5 separate regions of the Mus musculus genome follow, and all the other regions are linked to region 4. Evidence: chromatin contacts called from public Hi-C and HiChIP or PLAC-seq data. All regions are on one chromosome and are shown on one strand. Each heading gives the region's core, a stretch centred on a gene start, on an enhancer-like site or on the middle of the called end of the contact. The rest is flanking DNA. Distances are from core to core; before and after follow the strand shown.

The links. A called contact is a pair of places that touch in the nucleus more often than the background predicts. HiChIP or PLAC-seq counts read pairs in DNA pulled down with a chosen protein or histone mark.
Region 1: a FOXA1 HiChIP or PLAC-seq map of pancreatic cancer cells shows a contact between it and region 4. The contact joins the promoter of Zbtb43 here to the promoter of Angptl2 in region 4. A contact is called at or near these places in 6 of 39 promoter capture datasets (3T3-L1-derived adipocytes, the HPC-7 cell line, cranial neural crest and 3 more), 2 of 115 datasets of contacts at active chromatin or transcription factors (embryonic stem cells and pancreatic cancer cells) and 1 of 9 other capture datasets (adipose tissue).
Region 2: a contact with region 4 is called in a Hi-C map of the P5424 cell line, with 1.8 times the contacts expected there. The contact joins the enhancer-like site here to the promoter of Angptl2 in region 4. A contact is called at or near these places in 2 of 39 promoter capture datasets (both in embryonic stem cells), 1 of 484 Hi-C or Micro-C datasets (the P5424 cell line), 2 of 115 datasets of contacts at active chromatin or transcription factors (both in embryonic stem cells) and 1 of 9 other capture datasets (embryonic stem cells).
Region 3: a contact with region 4 is called in an H3K27ac HiChIP or PLAC-seq map of embryonic stem cells, with 14 read pairs. The contact joins the enhancer-like site here to the promoter of Angptl2 in region 4. A contact is called at or near these places in 7 of 39 promoter capture datasets (the C10 cell line, the HPC-7 cell line, cranial neural crest and 4 more), 3 of 115 datasets of contacts at active chromatin or transcription factors (bone marrow-derived macrophages, embryonic stem cells and pancreatic cancer cells) and 2 of 9 other capture datasets (adipose tissue and liver).
Region 5: an H3K4me3 HiChIP or PLAC-seq map of the SCID.adh cell line shows a contact between it and region 4, with 15 read pairs. The contact joins the promoter of Slc2a8 here to the promoter of Angptl2 in region 4. A contact is called at or near these places in 11 of 39 promoter capture datasets (the 3T3-L1 cell line, 3T3-L1-derived adipocytes, the C10 cell line and 7 more), 5 of 484 Hi-C or Micro-C datasets (the C2C12 cell line, embryonic stem cells, extraembryonic endoderm stem cells and 2 more), 7 of 115 datasets of contacts at active chromatin or transcription factors (the NIH/3T3 cell line, the SCID.adh cell line, T-cell acute lymphoblastic leukemia and 2 more) and 1 of 9 other capture datasets (pancreatic islet).

Annotation. Positions count from the first base shown.
Region 1 is chr2:33,467,030-33,470,812 of GRCm38.p6, reverse strand. Zbtb43 (zinc finger and BTB domain containing 43) reads left to right here and starts at 2,281. Exons shown (of 3, transcript NM_001025594.1): 1 at 2,281-2,380.
Region 2 is chr2:33,005,008-33,008,531 of GRCm38.p6, reverse strand. Garnl3 (GTPase activating RANGAP domain-like 3) reads left to right here. Exons shown (of 30, transcript NM_001355200.1): 20 at 1,185-1,283; 21 at 1,618-1,734; 22 at 3,305-3,483. Among named protein-coding and RNA genes, the nearest start is that of Slc2a8, 25 kb to the right of the region's middle. Within about 2 kb of position 1,336, at least 2 of the 459 cell types and tissues checked have an H3K27ac peak or open chromatin away from gene starts, as enhancers often do. A contact at or near this core is called in embryonic stem cells, where this site is marked.
Region 3 is chr2:33,438,168-33,442,167 of GRCm38.p6, reverse strand. No RefSeq gene overlaps it. Among named protein-coding and RNA genes, the nearest start is that of Zbtb34, 8.8 kb to the right of the region's middle. Within about 2 kb of position 2,472, at least 48 of the 459 cell types and tissues checked have an H3K27ac peak or open chromatin away from gene starts, as enhancers often do. A contact at or near this core is called in embryonic stem cells, where this site is marked.
Region 4 is chr2:33,213,485-33,217,463 of GRCm38.p6, reverse strand. Angptl2 (angiopoietin-like 2) reads right to left here and starts at 1,503. Exons shown (of 5, transcript NM_011923.4): 1 at 1,011-1,503. The region is part of intron 8 of Ralgps1 (Ral GEF with PH domain and SH3 binding motif 1); the gene reads left to right.
Region 5 is chr2:32,980,812-32,984,844 of GRCm38.p6, reverse strand. It overlaps Slc2a8 (solute carrier family 2, (facilitated glucose transporter), member 8), which reads left to right and starts at 2,762. Exons shown (of 10, transcript NM_019488.5): 1 at 2,762-2,887; 2 at 2,962-3,124; 3 at 3,278-3,484. The coding sequence starts at 2,832.

The sequences.
Region 1 (3,783 bases), core at 1,032-3,531, 250 kb before region 4:
GGCTGTCCTGGAACTCACTTTGTAGACCAGGCTGGCCTCGAACTCAGAAATCTGTCTGCCTCTGCCTCCCAAGTGCTGGGATTAAAGGCGTGCGCCACCATGCCTAGCCAAAAAATATCTTTTAATCAGGTTCAAGGATAAGTGTTCCATCCCCTTTTCTACCCAATTAAGACACTTGACTTCCAGCCAGGCATGGGGTGATGAGTGAGCAGCTAATCAGGAGCTGACACGTCACACGGAGGGGTATATAAGCAGCACCATTTTCCTTGTTCGGGGTCTTCCTTCAGATGAAGCAATAAAGATTTGCCATAGAAGAATCCGGTTGTCCGAGTGAATTCTTGCCGGCGAGATACTAGCTCCGGATAGGCATAGCCTGTGATCAACTTCTTGCCACAAGTGGACAAAGAGAATGAACACATAGAGGTCACTGCAGGAGGATTAGGAGAAAGCATTTTGGAGTGTTGAGTTGAATAAACTCCTTAAATGATACACCACTTTTTTCAAAAAGGACTAAGGCAGGCAAAGCAAGAAGACTGAGATGGACTGTAGCGTTCAGATGATGCCGAGCAGCTGCCCTGATTCTTCATGGCTTTACCGTCAGATGTGTTGGGTTTTACTGTTTTGCTTCTTTGAGACAAGACCTCATTGCACAGTTCAGGTTGACCCAGAATTGCCTATGTCACCCAAGTCGGCTTAGCCTCCAACCCATCTCCATTTTTTTAAAGATTTATTTATTTTACGTATAGGAGTGCTCTATCGGCTTGTACGCCTGCATGCAGAAGAAGACATCATATCCCAGTATGGATGGTTGTGAGCCACCATGTGGGTTCTGGGAAATGAACTCAGGACCTCTGGAAGAACAGCCAGTGCTCTTAACCTCTGAGGCATCTCTCCGACCCCAACCCCAGCCCCAATTTTTTCTTTTTTATATGCATGTGTATTTGTATGTGTGTTCATGCAGATGTGGTTGTGCTGGTCAAAGGAAAACCCCTAGTGCCAGCCACTCCTTTTAGGCAGGTTCTCTGTTATTCTGAAACTCACTGATCCCTGCCTCCACAGCACTGGCGTTAAAATCCTGCCACCACACCTGCTATTTTTATATGGTTCTGGGAGTGAATTCAGGTCCTTAAGTTGCAATGCTTTGTAAAGGATTTACCAACTGAGCCATTCCCTTAATCCCCACGTTTTTTCCCCTAGCAAGATGTTCCGCACCTGTTCCCAGTTCTGTGCTTCAGTATTTGTTTTCTTTCGTTTTGTTTCCCCGAACTTCTAAAAAAAAATTTTTTTTTTTAATGTGTATGTGTGTTTTGCCTGCACACAAGTCTGGGTACTGTTTGCCTGCCTGGTGTCAGTGGAGGCCGGAAGAGGGAGACAGATAACCTGGAACTGGAGTTAGGGAGGCTGTGTGCCACCAGTTGGGTGCTTGAAATTGAACACAGGTCCCCTGGAAGAGAAATGAGTAGTCTTAACTATTGAGCCATTTTTCCAGCCCTCCCAGAATTTCTTTGAATAATTCTCTCGGGGAGTCCCAACCTCCTCTCTAAATACGGCTGAGTTCCAGAGCCCAACCAAGAAGTAGGCGTGCAAGCTGGGCGGTGGTGGCGCAAGCCTTTAATCCCAGTACTTGGGAGGCAGAGGCAGAGGCAGAGGCAGAGGCAGAGGCAGGCGGATTTCTGAGTTCAAGGCCAGCCTGGTCTACAAAGTGAGCTCCAGGACAGCCAGAGCTATACAGAGAAACCCTGTCTCGAAAAAACCAAAAAAAAAAAAAAAAAGAGAGAGAGAGAGAAAGAAAACAAAACAAAACAAACAAAAAAACAAAAAAGAAGTAGGCGCACACCTGGGAAACTGACCTAAGACACAAATGTGTGTCGGGTCCAGCTTGTGTATCCACCCTACACCAACTATGGGGAACACATCCTTGCAATCCTGATACTCAGCAGGTGCAGGTACGAGTGGATTTAAGTCCAACTTAAAGCCATCTTGAAATGTTATTACTTTTTTTTTTTTTTTTTTTTTTTGGTGGTGGTGGTGGTGGTGGGGTGAGCGTATAAATTGCAAGAGTCAGTCTTCCACTAAGGCTTCCAGAGCTACGAACTCGAAATTATCTCACTCTTCGAGACCATTGCGCAGACGCCAGTACCCTGCGCGTGCTCTCCTGAAGACCCGCCCCGAAAGCACGCCTGGAGCATGCGCACATCCCAGCGTCGACGACACGCCTCCGGAAGCACTGGCAATTTCGAGGGCGGGATCAGAAAGCGTATCCGAGGGACGAGAGGCTCGGGCGGAAGTTGTCCCCGCGGTGGCGGCGGAGAATAAGGCCTTGGTACGGCAACGGGGACGCTCCGGTAGGCTGGAGCTACGGGCGCGGAGCCGTCTGAAGGTACTGCGGGGCGGGGAGGCTGGGCGCTCGCGCGGGAGGTCGCGGTCGGGGTCACGAGTGGCCGCGACACGGGACACTGCTCTCCCTCCGACGGCGGTGATGCGGGACGGCGCGAGTGACTCCGAAGCCCCGGCGCCCCGGCTTAGAGTCCTGCGGCCTCCCGGGCGACCTCTTGGCCAAGGTCACCCCGCGGCAGGTGCACCGCCGCCTGGAGCTCTTGGAGAATCCGCCCCCGGGGCGACCTCCGGGTCGAGCCACCCACGCACGAACCGACGCCGCGAAGGAGAACCTCGCTGCCCTGAGTTTCGCCTCTTTGTCAGACCGTTGTCACCTGTTTTGTCCTCACCTGGCCTCTTGTCAGCTGGAGTTTATACTTTGCATCTTTGGTGGTGACAACCTTTGGACTTTGTCTTTACCTCTGTCTCCTCCCTTGCCTCAGTGTTTTTTGACTCTGCTTCTGCCCCCTCGGGCCGCCCTCTGGTTCAGGGCCCGAAAGTCACACTGACTTCTTGGTCATTTGTCTGTCTGTCTCTCTGTGTGTGTGTGTGTGTGTCTGTCTCTCTCTCTCTCTCTCTCTCTCTCTCTCTCTCTCTCTCTCTGCCAATGTTGTGTTCTTGTTCTCTCCTTCCCAACTGAGTTTGTTTAGGCAGGGCGGGCCTTGCCTGGACCTCTGAGCCATGGAAGGTGACTCATGACCCTGTAAAACTCCCCTGGCCGGGCACCATTACCAGTGGCCCGATCACAGTCTGGTCTCAGTTCTGACAAGTGTCACCAAACCTAATAAAGTGTCAGGAGCTACTGCTTTCACGGTGAAGGCCCATCTCAGGATCTAGGCAGTGGTTTGCGCAGGTCTCCACAACTCTTTGCTCTTTCCAGAAACCCTGGGTGGCCTCCAGGGCTGTTTGGAGCTGCTCTGTTTAACCAGGCCAGCATCTACAGGCTTAGGAAGGACTAGACTTCCATCTGCCTCTGAGACCCTTAACTTAGCACAGTAGCAGAGTTCTAGGAGCAGTTTACTGAAGAACTTAGAAACCTAATAGGAATCCATTCCCTGCTTGTTTCCAAAGTATTGTCTGAGACAGAGACACCATAGGGAGGAACACTGAAACTTTTGGAGTGGAGTGTATCTGGAATAGACAGGAGATGAAACATATTTTATCAAGTGCCTGAGTCAAGTAGGCTGCCTCAGTGGATACAGAGTTTTAAGAGATGGAAAGAACGTTCTAGAAATGGTTTGTGCACAACAGTGTGAATGCTACATAACTAACTCTGGTTTGCAACATTTAGTTGAATCCTTTGTAGCAATGCAAGCCAAGCCCTTCCCAGCAGCAGGTTCAGCTGATGTGGAGTTCCTTTCAATCTTGTAGCAGCAGTTTTCCCCTCCCTCCCGGCCCCTCTGGAGT
Region 2 (3,524 bases), core at 87-2,586, 210 kb after region 4:
GCCTCTGTTTCCAGCACACAAGGAGGTGCTCCATTCTTTTTGACTCCACATGTTTAAGGTGTGAACAAGTTTTCTGAACACTTTTGAGCATCTGGTTCATTCTTGGTTAACTAGGGATGTTACTAGTGCTGACCAATTCTGGTAAATGAGGCATCTAAATTAAAAAATGTAAGACGCTTCATGGTCTGGCACCTACTAAACCCTTAGAGAATGTGACCTGCCACTCCTGATGATACTGTGGACCCATAAAATAATTGCAGTTATTCACCCAGATACAACAGTACTGGAATTATCATCTCATGTTCTGAACAGGCAAATCCTCCTGGCAGCATTACAGAGCCCCTAGTACCAGAACAGAAGGAAGGACTGTGGCTGATAGACTGACTGTCCTAAGAGTCCACTAAAGGACTAGAAGCAAGCTCTGTAACTCCAGCTCCAGAGGATCTCAAGCCTCTGGCCTCCAAGGGCACCTGTACGCGTATGCACATACCCACATGCAGACTTACATATAATAAAAAATAATAAAAATGGTTTTTAAAAACATATTAGCACATCAGCCAGTGATGGCACACACCTTGAAGCCCAGCACTGAGGAAGCAGAGGCAGGTAGGTCTTTGTAAGTTCCAGGACAGCCAGAGCTACACAGAGAAACCTTGTCTTGAAAAACAAAATGAAACAAAAAAACCATATAAGCAGACTACTATTGATACAGACAGAGGCAGGCTAGGGATAGGATTTGCTCACTTTAAATGTAAAAGAAGCTTTCAATTTACTTTCTTGAGAAATGCAAGCAATAATATAAGATATGATAATTTATATTATAGCATCCAAAGGAAAATAATTGCTGCTTCTCCCCACACACCCCACACACCCCCGTGTTATTCAGTCCTTTACAACCCAGTAAACCTGGGGTTGAGACACGCTGCTCTTTCTTTGGTGGCACCAACAAGAAAAACGTAGCTTCTTTTCATGTCCCCGCTGCTCTGCCCACCCCCATAGAGTTCTCAATGCTACTGAGTGATGCATATCAGGACTTCTCCCATGCAGAGCGAGCAGTGCCTGAACTCCTTCTAAGACCTTATGAGAACTCTACACGCCAACTCCGTCCTTGACCAGCGAGGCTCGGGTCAGCCCCAGGCATGCATCACAGGTGGTGCGGCAGGGTAACCAGACTTCTTTTCCAGATGACCTCCCATCCGTGCCCGTGTTTGACAGAACTCTACCTGTGAAGCAGATCCACGTGCTGGAGACCCTGGACCTTCTGGTTCTCAGAGCAGACAAAGGTGCCGCCCCTCAGATGGCTGCTCCAGGAAGAGCAAAATGGCGGGTGACCCACTGCAGCCAACCCGCAGGGTCGCTGGGTCTGGGGCTGTGGCTCATATCACTGTTCCTCTCCCTGGTGTCAGTGCTGTGGTGCTTTGGTGGTTCACTTGTGGGGATAGCGGAGGGATAGAGAGTTTCATTCTCCCACGATTGTGTAGAGCAAGTGTGCTATGGGGTAGATGCAGTTGCTTGCATCCCAGAACCTCCCAACCCTGGTTTGTGTATCTGACCTGGGAGTCCCAACAGGTCATCTCACTTCGCTATCTGATCCCTCTTCCTTCTCTCTATCACCAGGGAAAGACGCCCGCCTCTTTGTCTTCCGGCTCAGTGCTGTGCAGAAAGGCCTTGATGGCAGGCAGACTGGAAGGAGCAGATCTGACTGCCGAGAAAACAAGCTGGAGAAAACCAAAGGTGAGGGCTGGAAGGAACTCAGCCAGGGCAGTGCTTGCCTGGACTGAATGAGGCCCTGCATTCTATCCCCAGGCTACGGAAGCCACCCCTGGCCACACAGCAAGTTTGAGACACTGTCACAAAAGAAGAAAGAAACTATTTCTGTTAAAATGTCCAGGCCACTGAAAATAAAAATTAATAGTGGGGATGGAAAGAAATATAGTTCCTCCTTATAGAATGAGGAGTACGGGTGTAGGTCAGGGAGGAGCACTTGCCAAATAAGTGCTGGGCAGAGCCCTGGGTTTGACTCCCAGAACTGCCTACATGGAATCTCAGCTTCCCTAAGAAGCTACAAAAATAGGAAAGCAGGTTGAGGACGAGGAGTTTCAGCCTTGGACCACAGGTCTTGGAGTGAGTTCAGCTCTCTTAGCTACCCTGTAACAAAAGACACTTTGGGGTTTTGGTTCTAGAGTCCTGATTAACCTCTACTTCCATCTCTATTGTGTAGCAGATACAAAGCCAAGCACTGGGCATAGAGACCTGCCTGACCCAGAGGCCATGAGCAGTTGTAGCTCTTGCAGAGGACCCAGGTTCAATTCCAGGCATCTACATGGCAGATCACAACTGCCTGTGCTCCCCTTCTGACCTCCTCAGGCTTTGGATATACACATGGTGCATGTGCACACACGCAGGCCAAACACTCACACACACTGTCTCATTTACCCCTCTGCTGTGGGCTAAGATACCGTGACCAAGGCAACTACAGGAGGAGCAATTGACTGTGAGCTTATTGGTTCAGAGGGCAAGTCAGTGATGCATGGGATGACAGCAGGCAGGCAGGCAGGCAGGCATGGCACTAGAGCAGAGACTCAGAGTTCATAACTAGAGACAGCAGCCATGAGACAGAGAGAGCTATTACCAGGGACAGTGTGGGCTTTTGAAACCTCAAGGCCAAGTAACACACCTCCTCCAACAAGGCCACATTTCCTAGTACTTCCCAAACGTCCCACCAACTAGAGACCAAGCCCTCAAATATATGAGCTTATGTATGAGCTCAGTATATGAGCTCAAGCACTCAATGTATGAGCTCAAATATGAGCCATTCTCATTCACACCACCACACACCTAAGGAAACCTAAAAAGAATACTAATAAATAAAACCAGGTGCATAAGCTGTAGAATAGAAGGTTCATGCCTTTTCTAACCGTGTTTTTATGTCATCTTTCCTGGTATGTTAGTTATTTTTCTCAAGAAGCAATTTAAAGGAAGGAAGGACTTATTCTTGCTTACAATCTAATAAGGGATATGGTCCATTATGGTGCAATGGCTGCCCATGTTCCAATGAAGCTCTGCCTTTTTAAGGTTTCACAGCCTTTCAAAACAGTGAGACCAGCTGGGGACCAAGTGTTCAAACACAAGAACAGGGGAGAGGTGTTTCAAACTGAGCACCACAACACCGGGCATCCAAAACATTGTCTGTCTCTGAGTTTGGCTTCAGTCCCAGGATTCTTAGGAACCGTTCCCAAAGTCCCCAGCCTGGGGCCTTCCCACCCTCCCTGCTCATGTTGAATGTCATCTTTCCTCTTCCCAGGATGCCACCTGTATGCTATTAATACTCACCACAGCAGAGAGCTGAGAATCGTGGTTGCAATTCGCAATAAACTGCTTCTCATCACAAGGAAACCACACAACAAGCCAAGTGGGGTGCCAGGTGTCTCACTCCTGTCTCCCCTGTCGGAGTCTCCTGTTGAGGAATTCCAGTACATCAGGGTAGGTTTGGTGTTGAGCTCGCTGCTCTCCTGACCCAGTAT
Region 3 (4,000 bases), core at 1,223-3,722, 220 kb before region 4:
TCTTTGAGCTTGTGTGATGCTAAAGCTGGCCTTGAACTTCTGATCCTCCTGCCTGTCTCTCCAAAGCACTAGAATTACAAGTATTTACAGGTATATTACAGGTATGTTACAGGCATGTCCTACCTTATTAGGCTTTTCCATATTCCATCCTTGTGGAATTCACCAGAAGAACATACAAATTACAAAATAAGTCAGTATTTATTTATTTTAAAATAAATTAGGCCAGGTGTGGTAGTGCACGCCTTTAATCTCAGCACTCGGGAGACAGAGGCAGGTGGATTTCTGAGTTCGAGGCCAGCCTGGTCTACAAAGTGAGTTCCAGGACAGCCAGGGCTATACAGAGAAAACCTGTCTTGAAAAATCAAAAATAAAATAAAAAATAAGTCAGGCTCCCAAAGGATGCTATATCTAGGAGGTAGAATTGTGCTTTAGGAACAAACAAAAAACTATAGAAGTATCTAATACCAAGCCAGACATGGTAGCCACCTGCAACCCTACTTGCTTCAGAGGCTGAGGTATGAAGATCATGCATTTGACTCTAGCCTGGGCTACAGGTAGACCCTGTAGACCTGTCTCAGAGATTGACATAGACAGAGACTAACACTAAATATGACTCCAGGCACTGGGATGTATCAATCAATTGATGTATTTATTATTATATTTAAGTACACTGTATCTGTCTTCAGACACACCAGAAGAGGGCGTCAGATCTTGTTGCGGATGGTTGTGAGCCACCATGTGGTTGCTGGGATTTGAACTCAGGACCTTTGGAAGAGCAATCAGTGTTCTTACCCGCCGAGCCATCTCTCCAGCCCCCTAATTGGTGTATTTTAAGGCCCCTGCAGTTCTAGGTTTTATTCCCTAGAGAGATTAGGCTGGAGCACACTAATGCTAGGGACTAAGGGTGGAGCAGGGTGGAGCATTCGGGGTGCTGGATGAGGCTCTAGCCTGCAGAATCTGAACTGAAGTGAAAAAGATACATCCTCCCCAGAGGGAGTGGTGTGAAGGAGAAACCTGGAAGTGGGAGGCTTGAAAGTAGCTGTGGGAACCTAATGGGGAAAGGAAGTGGGGTTACCATGGCAACGAGCATCTCCTGCTGCGCATGCTGGGCCATGCTCTTGTCCCTCTTCTTTACCTGTGATAACTCAGTAGACCTTTTACTACAACTCAGCTTGAAAGCAAAGGGAAACTGAGGCTCAGACACCGAAGTACATGGCCAATCCAGAATCCTAAAGTAACCCAAGTTCACCATCCTCACACCCTGATGTTGTGCAAGGCCATGACCTGAAGCAGATTGCAGGCTGAAGATCAAGGAGCCGATTTAGTAAGCGATGATTTGAGCTGTCAGAAAGAAGATGAGCCTGGTGGAATGCTATGATCTTGAACATGGTGTTTATGCCATGGGTCAAGTGACTAATCACAGATTTGTTGATGTGGTATCTCCTGGGTGTGGAACAGGTGTCTGTAAGGTGAGCCTCTAGGAGCTCAGGTGGACCAAGTTAAGATAAAAAGGACCATCCCTGTAGCCTGCTGGGGAACCTGTCCTTGACCCATAGACTCCGAGCTACAGAAGCTCTCTCTAAACTTGACTTTCCTTAAGGAGACTTGCCTGGTTTTGTTTTGTTTTTGAGACTGGGTTCACTCTTAGTCCACGCTGCCCCAGATCTATCTCGTGGTGATCCTTCTGCCTGGGCTTCTCAAGTGTCAGGATTACAGGTGTGAGACACTGTAGCGTACCCAGTTTTCACGATGGTCTTGAGGAAAAGGGCAGCTAGCAGAAACTGTCACGAGTGCCATCCCTCCCCCACACTCCAGCCATCCCTCCCCCACACTCCTGCCATCCCTCTCCCACACTCCAGCCATCCCTCCCCCACACTCCTGCCATCCCTCCCCCACACTCCTGCCATCCCTCCCCCACACTCCTGCCATCCCTCCCCCACACTCCTGCCATCCCTCCCCCACACTCCTGCCATCCCTCCCCCACACTCCATCAAGTCTGACTCTTCACCTTGGACGGCAGCTGCCCCCACCCTGTCCTCATTCACTCTAGCCCAGCTTGTTGCACCAGCTTGGCCTCCTCACTACATTTCACCCTATACTCCCGTCCAGGCCTCCTGGCTCTCCCTGTACCAGCCCACTCAGCTCAGAAACCTTCACGGGGTGGGTCACCAGTTTCTATCCACCACACCCAAACTCTCCAGACTGTGGTCTTAGACTCTCTGATTGGTTTCTCTGCTGCCTCTCCAGCCTCCTCCAGTCCTCTCTTCCTTGGATTTTGCCTCAAACTTCCTGTACCCATGAGCATTGCCCTGTGTCGGGGATGCACTCAGTCTTTCCTCCCTGCCACTGTGACCAAGGATACAACTGAGATCACTTCCTCCGAGAAACCTTCCTTGTCCTTCGGTTGCTGCAGCACTGGGACTTCCAAAGTTCCCTGGGAGGTCTGGGCTGGGTGTCCCGCAGGCTTCATTTGCATATGTGAGGACTGGGGGCTGAAAGGTTCAGAGAGCCTCTTGCTTTTCTTTGCTGCTCAGGCAAGGCAGGCAGCGAGTGAGCTCTTGTTCCGCTTGAAGTTACATTATGTCTCCTCTGGTCTTGAGGCGAGCTAGCGTGGGTATAGGCACCCACCAGGTGAGAGACAGGAGACTAAAATACTCCCCAAGATACAGAGACATCAAATTCTTCTAGAGAGAGAGCTAAAAATGTGTAAACGGTACCATTACTGCTCCTGCTCCCTCTTGTGAGTCCAGTCAGCCCGCAGATTTGGAGTTTGCCTAGCCAGCCACCTCCCAGGCTTCAGCACTGATGGAGAGATGAAGTTTGGCTTTGCCATATTGCAATTTCTTCCCTGAAATATCCTAATCCACTGCCTCCAGCCTTGGGAGAGCGGCTATCACAGCCCTGGTGACTGGGATTGGAGCCCATCTGATTCAAAGTTTTGTTTTGTTGTCTTTTCGAGACAGGGTTTCTCTGTGTAGCCCTGGCTGTCCTGGAACTCACTTTGTAGACCAGGCTGGCCTCGAACTCAGAAATCCGCCTGCCTCTGCCTCCCAAGTGCTGGGATTAAAGGCGTGTGCCACCACTGCCCCGCTGATTTAAAGTTTTAAAGTTGCGCCTATGACTGGATTGTTTCTGCTCAGTCGGGTCCCTCCACCCTCAGGCTCGATTTTGTTTTTTAATTTACAGAAATGACTGGCTGAGCTGTGTTTTAAAGGACAGACTTGACCTTGTTCTTTGAATACTCTTTCACCCTTCTGCTAACCCAGGAGCCTCACAAAGCTACAGACCACTCCTTTCAGTAGTGTGGGGGGGTAGGGGTGGGAGGGTGGGGGCAAAGAGTCCCCCCCCCCCCCCGTCCCACCCCCAGCCTAGGTCAGGATGAAAGTCACTGTGAGGCAGGGTGTCCTGTGAACAGAGTGACATTTGGGGGATTTCTGTGGGGTTGCAAGGGTAGCCTCCAAATCTGAGGCTGGAAACCACTCCCTCCAAGTGTGCTCCTGAGCCGCCCCAGGCAAGATGCTTACATGCTTTTAAAGACAAGGGCTGCAGCTGGTCCCTGTTGCAGGGCTTGACCTCTTGACCTCCTGTGAGGCTGATAACACAGGACTTGTTCAGACAGTAATCCCAGGAATAGCCCCTGAGGGACAGACTCTCCCCTAGTTCACAGGAGAGGAACAGTCTCTCCTGGGAGTGTTTATAGTCCTGTGGGCACAGGAGAGCCGGGCTAAGCACTTGGTGCTGCCCAGCTAGTTTAACATAAGCAACACCTGCCCATGCTGTCTACTCTCAAGTCAGTCCCTCCAGGACCTCAGGGCTTCCTGCCTGCCACAAAAGAGCCCATTGGATCTTCCTACGGGTCCCCCAGATAGAGGAGTGAGGGGACGTTTGATCTCCGTGGGTTCGGTCTGGGGAACCCTGTTCCTTCCAGTTTTGCTGATCTTCCTAGAAACCAGATCACAGCCGGGATCTGGTGCTTCCGGCCACTCTCATGCCAAGTGTT
Region 4 (3,979 bases), core at 254-2,753:
GACAGGAGCCAGCTCATAATCGCTGCCATACTAGGCCTGTACTTGGAAGAACCCATGTGGAGAGCACTGAGCTAGCTTTGGAACTTGTGTTCTCAGTCTTCCTCAAAGGGATCTTTTTCTGAGTAACAACACTGGCCTCTGGGAACTCTCCTAATCCCACAGCAGAGGCAATAGCTGACCCGTGACACGGATGTCACAGGGAGAGGGGAGGGATCAGCAGAGAATTTCTGTTTGGAAATGTTATCTCATGCTGAAGCGCTTGCTTTCAAGGGACTGACTCTGTATGTGGCGCCTGCTGTGTCCCCTCACTAGGCTGTTCAGAAAGCAGGTCCTCCACAGTCTCTCAGCCACATCCTGCTGGCTGGAGACCTGGGATCCATCTACTGTATCCTTGGGCGCAGAGGGAAAGTCAGGGCAGCACTTTGCCCCAGTCCTACCGACAGAAACTTGTGGGTGACATGTTCTGTCCCGCACAGGACGCCTCTGCTCCTGGCACGCTGGCAGCTCGTGCTGCCTGGCCCAGGGCACTTTCTGAACTGAGGCCCCCACTGCCTCAGGTCCGCATTACATCTGCTTCTGCTGTAGCATAACTCTAGCTGGCTGGGTGTGCAGGAGTCCGGAGCTTGAACACAACTTGCCCAGTCCTACACTGCCCTGCGACTCTCAGCCTGCTGCCCTTTCAAATCCGCACCTACACACATGCACATACCCGGCTACCAGCCTGTGTCCGACAGCCAAACCGGCTCACCCCAGAGGCTCTTTGTCTGAAAGAGGTGAGTGGAGCTCACCGATGAAGTCCTCAACATCCCAGCCCAGTGTGCTTGTGCCTCTACACCACCCTGCCCAAGTATTCACAGTCCTCTGCCTGGTCAGATGCTTGATTCAGCTCTGAGCAAAAGCAAGGTTTGACCCCTGTGGGGTCCAGCTGCACACGGAAGCTGGAGGAGTCAGGGTTGCCCGTCTCAAGCCCCTCTTCCCCTGGCTGCTGCAGTTGAGAGCTGACCCCTTACCTCTTCTCTCCTGCTTGGCCCTGGAGCAGCGCTTCACATGCCTCACGGTGCCATCAGCAGCACAGCCTGGCCGTGGCCTCCAGGAGAGGTCCCGAGTCTCAGGCTGGACTGGCCGCCGAGCAGCCCTGCCTCACTGGCCTCAGCTGGCAGCAGTCTATGCTCTCTGAAGCTCCTAGGGATGAGGCTGGCTCTGGTGTCACCGGGGCTGCTCCCAACCTGCTCTCCCTCACAGTGTGGTCCGCAGCTGCCTTAGTGCATGCTTCTTGCAGGTCCTGGGTCCAACAACACCACTCAGGGCTTGGGGTCCATCCCCAGGCCGACAGCAGCAGCCTCAGTTGAACTCCCAGGTCCTTTGTGGAGCCTTTACGTGCCGCCAGAGGAAACTGTGAGCACAGCCTGACCCTGGTTGGCTGCAGGCACTTCTCTCCGCCCACCAGTGCAAGAGGATCCCCCAGGCCCCAGAAAAGCTCTGGGCCTCCCCTCAGCTCCAGACAGGGGCGGGCCGCCTGGTGATGTCACACTAGCTCCAGCCCCAGCTGGCCCAGCCCCTCCTGCCTGCTTTGGCGGCCTGGGCGGGGCCCCCTCCTTCTTTGGCACAGGAAGGCTGGCCAGCTCTGCTCCTGGCTCACCAGCCTGCTCCACTCCCTGAAGGCTGACGTTGCTGGGGTGCCCTGTGTAGGCAAAGCGCTTCCACTGGACTCGGGTAACGGACTTGAGCAGCTGCGGCTGTGCAAGCAGCTGCTTGGGAGGCCAGGGAGCCCTGCTCACTCTTTCTGTGGATTGCCTTACTAAGTGTTCAGCATCTTCTTTCCAAACCACTTCATCCCTGCAGAAGGCACTGCTAATGTGGCAGTGGGGTAGGACAGTGAAAGTACCATGACTGGGTTGGGAAACTAGAGGAAGACTGTTTGCCACTCCCTGAGCTTCCTTCTCTACAGCATAAGTGAGCCACATTCCAGCAACACTGCCAGGTTCACCAAGGTCACCTGGGAAGGTCCGGTTACAGGATCAAGGACGGTGTGCCAGGTGGGCAGGTGGGCTGGACTTAAATCCAAAGCCCCTGCTATGTGACCCTGCCAGCCTTAGTTCTCAGCTGTGACTTGGGTGAACACGTGGTAGAGTCCCTGGGAGCTGTCAGTTGTGAATGGTCAAGAGAGTGGAGTGAGCGCTAAGACTGGTGGCTCCGAGTAGAGAAGGACAGGGCCTTGGTGCCTAGGCCACATCCTTCAGATGCATCAGGTCTGTTGAGCTGGCAGTAGAAGGCCACTGGCATCCTGCAGGGGTGTAGAGAGGGGGAGACCCCAAGTCCCATGCACAGGCTCACCCACTGCTTGATATTAGTGATGTCTCTTCTTTGAAAAGTGTTAGTGGTGGTGGTAACATTTAGGTACGAACTAAGAGGAAACTTTAGTGGCCCTCTCTTACAGCAAGTCAACATGGGATATTTTCCTGATCTCTAAGGAGACAGACCCACTGTGGCTCCCTCTCCTGAGACTGCCACCTTTTATTCAGGAAACAAATTATTTTTTCTGCTTCTCCTCAGCCTACTTAGCCCCTTCCCTCTTCTGTCAATTTCTTCTGTTCCTAGAAGAAACTACAGACCTTAAGGGACACCATTAGCCAGAGAGCTGATCTGGGCTGGGCAGGAAGTCTTTTTCTACCAGGGAGTGATGAGCACCGCTCTGCTTTCTGCCTAGGACCTGGTCCGGGTCCTGTGGCTGAACACCACTTATTTGGAAGTGAGTCACCATATTCCGCAGCGTGGTCATACAGCACATTGAGAGGCTGTCCCCTTTCACTTATCTTCCTCGCATTTCTAGGATGTGTTTATGAAGATGCTACTATTAGCCAAAGCCCCCGTCCTCTGACAGCAAACAGTTGGGCTGGGAGAAAACTGCTGCGTGCTGAGGGTGAATCTTACAGGGAGATGCAGCAGCCAGGGCCAGCTGCCGGATGAAATCTCTAAGCCCAATTCCATAGGATGGCTCAGACCCACTAGGCAATCAAGTGGGGGGTGGGGGATAGTCAGGGCTAGGTGGAATAGGTGAAAGTGCTATAGTTGCTTCTTCAAAGATAGTCCCAACATGCCCCAGATTACCAGGAGATTCTGACACTCCTCCCATTGAGAGGTAGTATCCATTCTCCATCCTTACAAGTCTGTGTGTGGTACCAATTTGTACTGGTAACTCCAGTACCATGAAATGAAGGAACCTGATGTCCAAGGCCAGAGAACAGGTGGTTACTTAAAGGCCAGGTGACATCTGCTCTGTCCACTGGGACACCGCCTCATAGAGCCTTGAGCAAGCCAGAGCCTGAGAAATTGAGGGTTCGTAGCACATGGTAGATAGTACTGCCTCCACTGGCATGTATGCAACGTCGCCTCCAGATGGTTCCAGCCTCTAGCTACTGAATTACCTCACCTATACTTTACTCTCAAGCATACAGTCTCCCTGTCAGGGTCCTGGCTCTGAAGGAGAGAGAGAAACCATCCCACTGTGGCACATCTGAATTCCTGGCTCACAGCTTAATGGAATAGTTATAGACTATTTGAGTTTTGATGTCATTTGTTAGACCACAGAAGTAACTGGAGAAGACACTGGGGCAAGAACAGTTATATGGTGCTCTTGTATTTTGTTTTGTTTGAGTCTGGATACTATTACATTGGCTGGCCACAAACTCAAAATCCTCCTACCTAAGCCTCCTTAGTGGTGGAATTACAGACACACACCACCATACCCAGCCATGAGGTGTTCTTTTAGTGGAGCCGAGAGAACGTTTTGGTTGAGGAGAGATGAGGCTCTGTTAGAGAGGTGGGATTAAGTCCCAAGGATCTAGTCACAGGCTTTTAGCAGTACATGGCTGGTAGTGTCTCAGTAAAAGGCCAGTGTTGAGGAGTCTGCTGCTGGAGCCACAGGCTGGGCATCTGAAACTGGAGGCTGTGCTTGAGCCATTTGGTGAGAAAGACGGGG
Region 5 (4,033 bases), core at 1,513-4,012, 230 kb after region 4:
GGACTGAAGGTGCCTGGACTCTCTTTAGCTTTAGAGGCAACTTCACGCTGCGTCGCAACCCCATCAGCAGATTTATTAGGTCTGTTCTAGCTTTTGTCCAGCTGGAGGCTTGTGGGGATCCATACAGAGGCTGGAGGTCCTCAAGAACCATGCACTTTGGTTTTTGAGAAAAACCATGGTCTGGCAGGGCTCACCAGTTATGCTAGGCTGGATGACCAGTGATCCCCAGGGATGGCATTACAGACATGCCCCGCCACACCTGCTTTTGCAAGAATACTAGAGGGTCAAACCCAGGTTCTCATGCTTGCAAAGCAAGCATTGCATCAACTGAGACATCTTCCAGACCATCTGCTTTTAAGGTAAGAAAACAGACTCCAAAAGAGTAGATGGTTTGACCCTTATGTTCTTTTAGTCCCAGAAACATGTGCCTCTCTCTGCCCCGTGTGTCTTTCAGAGGCAGGCTAAGTATTTCCTATCAGCTGGGCTTGGCTGCTGTTTATCTGTTTTAGGATTAGGGAGAAGAAGTTCAGTTTCCTGGAGCCAGGGCTGGCCTTGAACTTTTGATTCTTCCACTGGACCTTCCAAGTGCTAACTGGGAAGCAGGCTTGTGCCACATGGCTGGCTGCTGGTTTTTCTGTTATACAAATTAAGGAGCTTGTGTCTGTATTTTTCCTGTCGTTTTTTGTTGTTATATCTTGATGAAACAGGAAAAAAAATCAAGCCTGTATTTATTCTTCCAGGACAGTAATGAAGCCGCTTATGACTAAATAAGAGACAAAGGTATGAGAGATACAGAGGAAGCAAGAGAGAGATCTGACTCACCAAGCTAGTATTGCTTTGCTCATAGAAAGGGACGGGGGGGGGGGGGGCTTTCCTAGAGACAATATCTGGTCCAGATTGGGCAGGGATACCACTAGCCAATGGTTCCTAGGTGCCCATGACTCAGAAGTCTGGTGCTAGCTGGGCTTACTGTAGCATCCCTTCTACATAAGCCACTCTGCTGAGCCAGTCACTCGGGTACAAAGTACCCAGTCTGGATACAATTCATCCATGACCTTTACTCTGCAGACATCAGAAACCTGATGCCTATTGGGAAAAAAAGAGAGAAGAGCAGGTGATTTCAAAGCAGTGATAAGATCTATCACCCAAGCAGGAAACTTCGTAGAAGGACAAGCCGGTATTGCCCGCCCGCCTTTAAGAATAGTCTTGTGGGCTGGTGAGATGGCTCAGTGGGTATGAGCACCCGACTGCTTTTCCAAAGGTCCGGAATTTAAATCCCAGCAACCACATGGTGGCTCACAACCATCCGTAAGGAGATCTGACTCCCTCTTCTGGAGTGTCTGAAGACAGCTGCAGTGTACTTACATATAATAAATAAATAAATCTTTAAAAAAAAAAAAAAGAATAGTCTTGTGATCAAAACTTCAAACTGCTGGTTGCTACAATTGGGTGGCTGCAGTAACGTAAAACCACTGTACAGACGGGATGGGCATTTTAAGGCTTAGCCTGCTCACAGCCCTCTAGAGATGAAGACACCCAGGCACAGAGAGGGACTAGGTGCCTCTCACTGGTTCTTTCTACATCTGTACGGATGAAGCTGCCACAAAGGTAGCGATTAAGCAGAGCAGTAGAGGCACACAATCACAGGGAGACTCGGGGCGGGAGGACAATAGAGATAATTACCATGATCGTGGGGTAACCAGGGAACAAGGGAATCACTAAGTTCCACTCTGTCCCACTTCTGGAATGGGGGACCTTGCCTGACAGGGTCCTCATCATCTCAGAATTCTAGACATTTGTAGCACTCATGATGAAGGTGAGCTGCTACCAGAAGCACCAGGTCAATGTCAGAAAGTCCAAGGATAGGAACAGGTGGCCCAAGAGAGTTTTCTTGGAGCCTTTTCACCCTGACGCTCTCTGAAGCAGAAGTCAAAGTTGGGGAGGAGCCTATTCCAGGGAACTGTGGGTAGTAAGGGTGGGAAGTCTTTCGGGAGCCAGTGTGATCCATCGCTGACCCACTACTACCCTCATTAGTGGAGGCTAGATTTAGAGACAATTCCATATAAAAATTAAAATAAAATAAAAGTAAAAATATAAAGGATGGCTCAATGCTTACGAACACTTGTTCCAGCAGAGGGCTCAAGCATGCACACACATGGCTCACAACAATCTCTAACTCCAGTTCCGTAGGATCTGATGATGCTTTCTGAATTCTACAAGCACCAGGAATGCATGGGACACACACACACACACACACACACACACGTGAACATGTAAACAACACTCATACAAATAAAGTTTAAATAAAAGCAAAAGAAACCACCAAAATAGGGGCAGCGAGATGACTCTGCTTGTAAGGTGTTTGCCCTCAAGCTTGACGACCTCCGTTCGATCCGGAGGATCCACTTGGTGGAAGGAAAACAAACTCAGGGAAGTTTACTTCGAACGTGCACAGGCACACTGTCACCTCTGTCCATCCCCCCCCCCCCCACTCCCTCCAGCCCCCAATAGATGATTAGAGGGAAAAACAAAAACAAAACACCCAAACAATCTTTCCATTCTCATTGGCAAGCTCAGACCTGATGGGCCACGCCTTCAGACTCACACCACACTCCAATTGGACAGTCGTGCCTGGGTCCCGGACACAGCTCCCTGCAAACCTTTACTTGGGTCGCTGGCGTAGTTCAGCTCCATTGAGCTTTGCAACCGGCTCTGTACTTCCATTGGCCAGCTCTGGTTGGGGGCCGGGTTCTAGCATCCCATTGGTCACTCCTGCAGCGGAGGCCGCGCTCGCCCGAGCGGCGACAGTTCGCGGGTCAGGTCCTGCTGACATGTCTCCCGAGGACCCCCAGGAGACGCAGCCGCTATTGCGGCCACCGGAAGCCAGGTGAGGACTCCCAGGGGCCGCGGTCACTCTCTCACGCCCGGCGACACCGCTCACGCCCCGCCTTGTACCCGTAGGACTCCCCGCGGCCGCCGGGTCTTCCTCGCTTCCTTCGCCGCCGCTCTGGGACCCCTCAGCTTCGGCTTCGCGCTCGGCTACAGCTCCCCCGCCATCCCCAGCCTGCGGCGCACCGCACCCCCGGCCCTGCGCCTCGGAGACAATGCGGCCTCCTGGTTCGGGGTGAGCCCTCTGGGGAGTCCTGGGTCCCCCACTCTCTGCCGCACCCCAGGATCCTCCTCATTCTCTTTCCTCTGAGACTAGGGGGCGTGGGGTGGAAGGATCGTGGGCCATGGCCCCTGGTGGCCTCCTCTTCAGCCCGTCCCGGGTCCCCAGGCCGTCGTGACCCTGGGCGCTGCTGCAGGGGGCATACTGGGCGGCTGGCTCCTGGACCGTGCAGGGCGCAAGCTGAGCCTCTTGCTCTGCACCGTGCCCTTCGTGACTGGCTTTGCTGTCATCACCGCGGCCCGGGATGTGTGGATGCTGCTCGGAGGCCGCCTCCTCACCGGCCTTGCCTGCGGAGTCGCCTCACTAGTGGCACCGGTGAGTGGTTTGAGCCTCCTAGATGACCTTTGCCAGGCAGGGGGCAGCCGGTCAGCAGCGAGGCAGTTCCTTACTGATCTTTTACTCTACTATGGTGGTGTCACTGTATGCTAGGCAGCGATAACGGGAATGCCCCTATTTTCTTGTTAACTGGGCAGTTCTACTCTGGTTTGTCCCTAGGATAGGCTGCAGGCTCCCTTCACTGCTTGCAGTGAAGGCTACATATACCTTGCAGCCCACACACCTGGACCACTTACCTGGACACAGGCTTCTCTCCCAGCCTCAGTGCCCCCCTGTAAAGTAAGGCCTAGTCCCGAGGTGGTTTCGGCCTTTGCACAGGAAACTGCTGGCCCGGGATAGTGTCTGAAAAGATTTAGACCCTAGCAACTGAGGGTCACCAGCAACCTGTGGCTACACACTTGGATGACCACCCATCCCTCCTTCACTTCCATGGCCTCCTGCTTATCCTCTTCATCTGTTGGAGGCGTGAAGGAGCTAGAGGAAAGGGAGACTGGGGACCTGTGGGTTGTTTTTGTTTTGTGTTTGTTT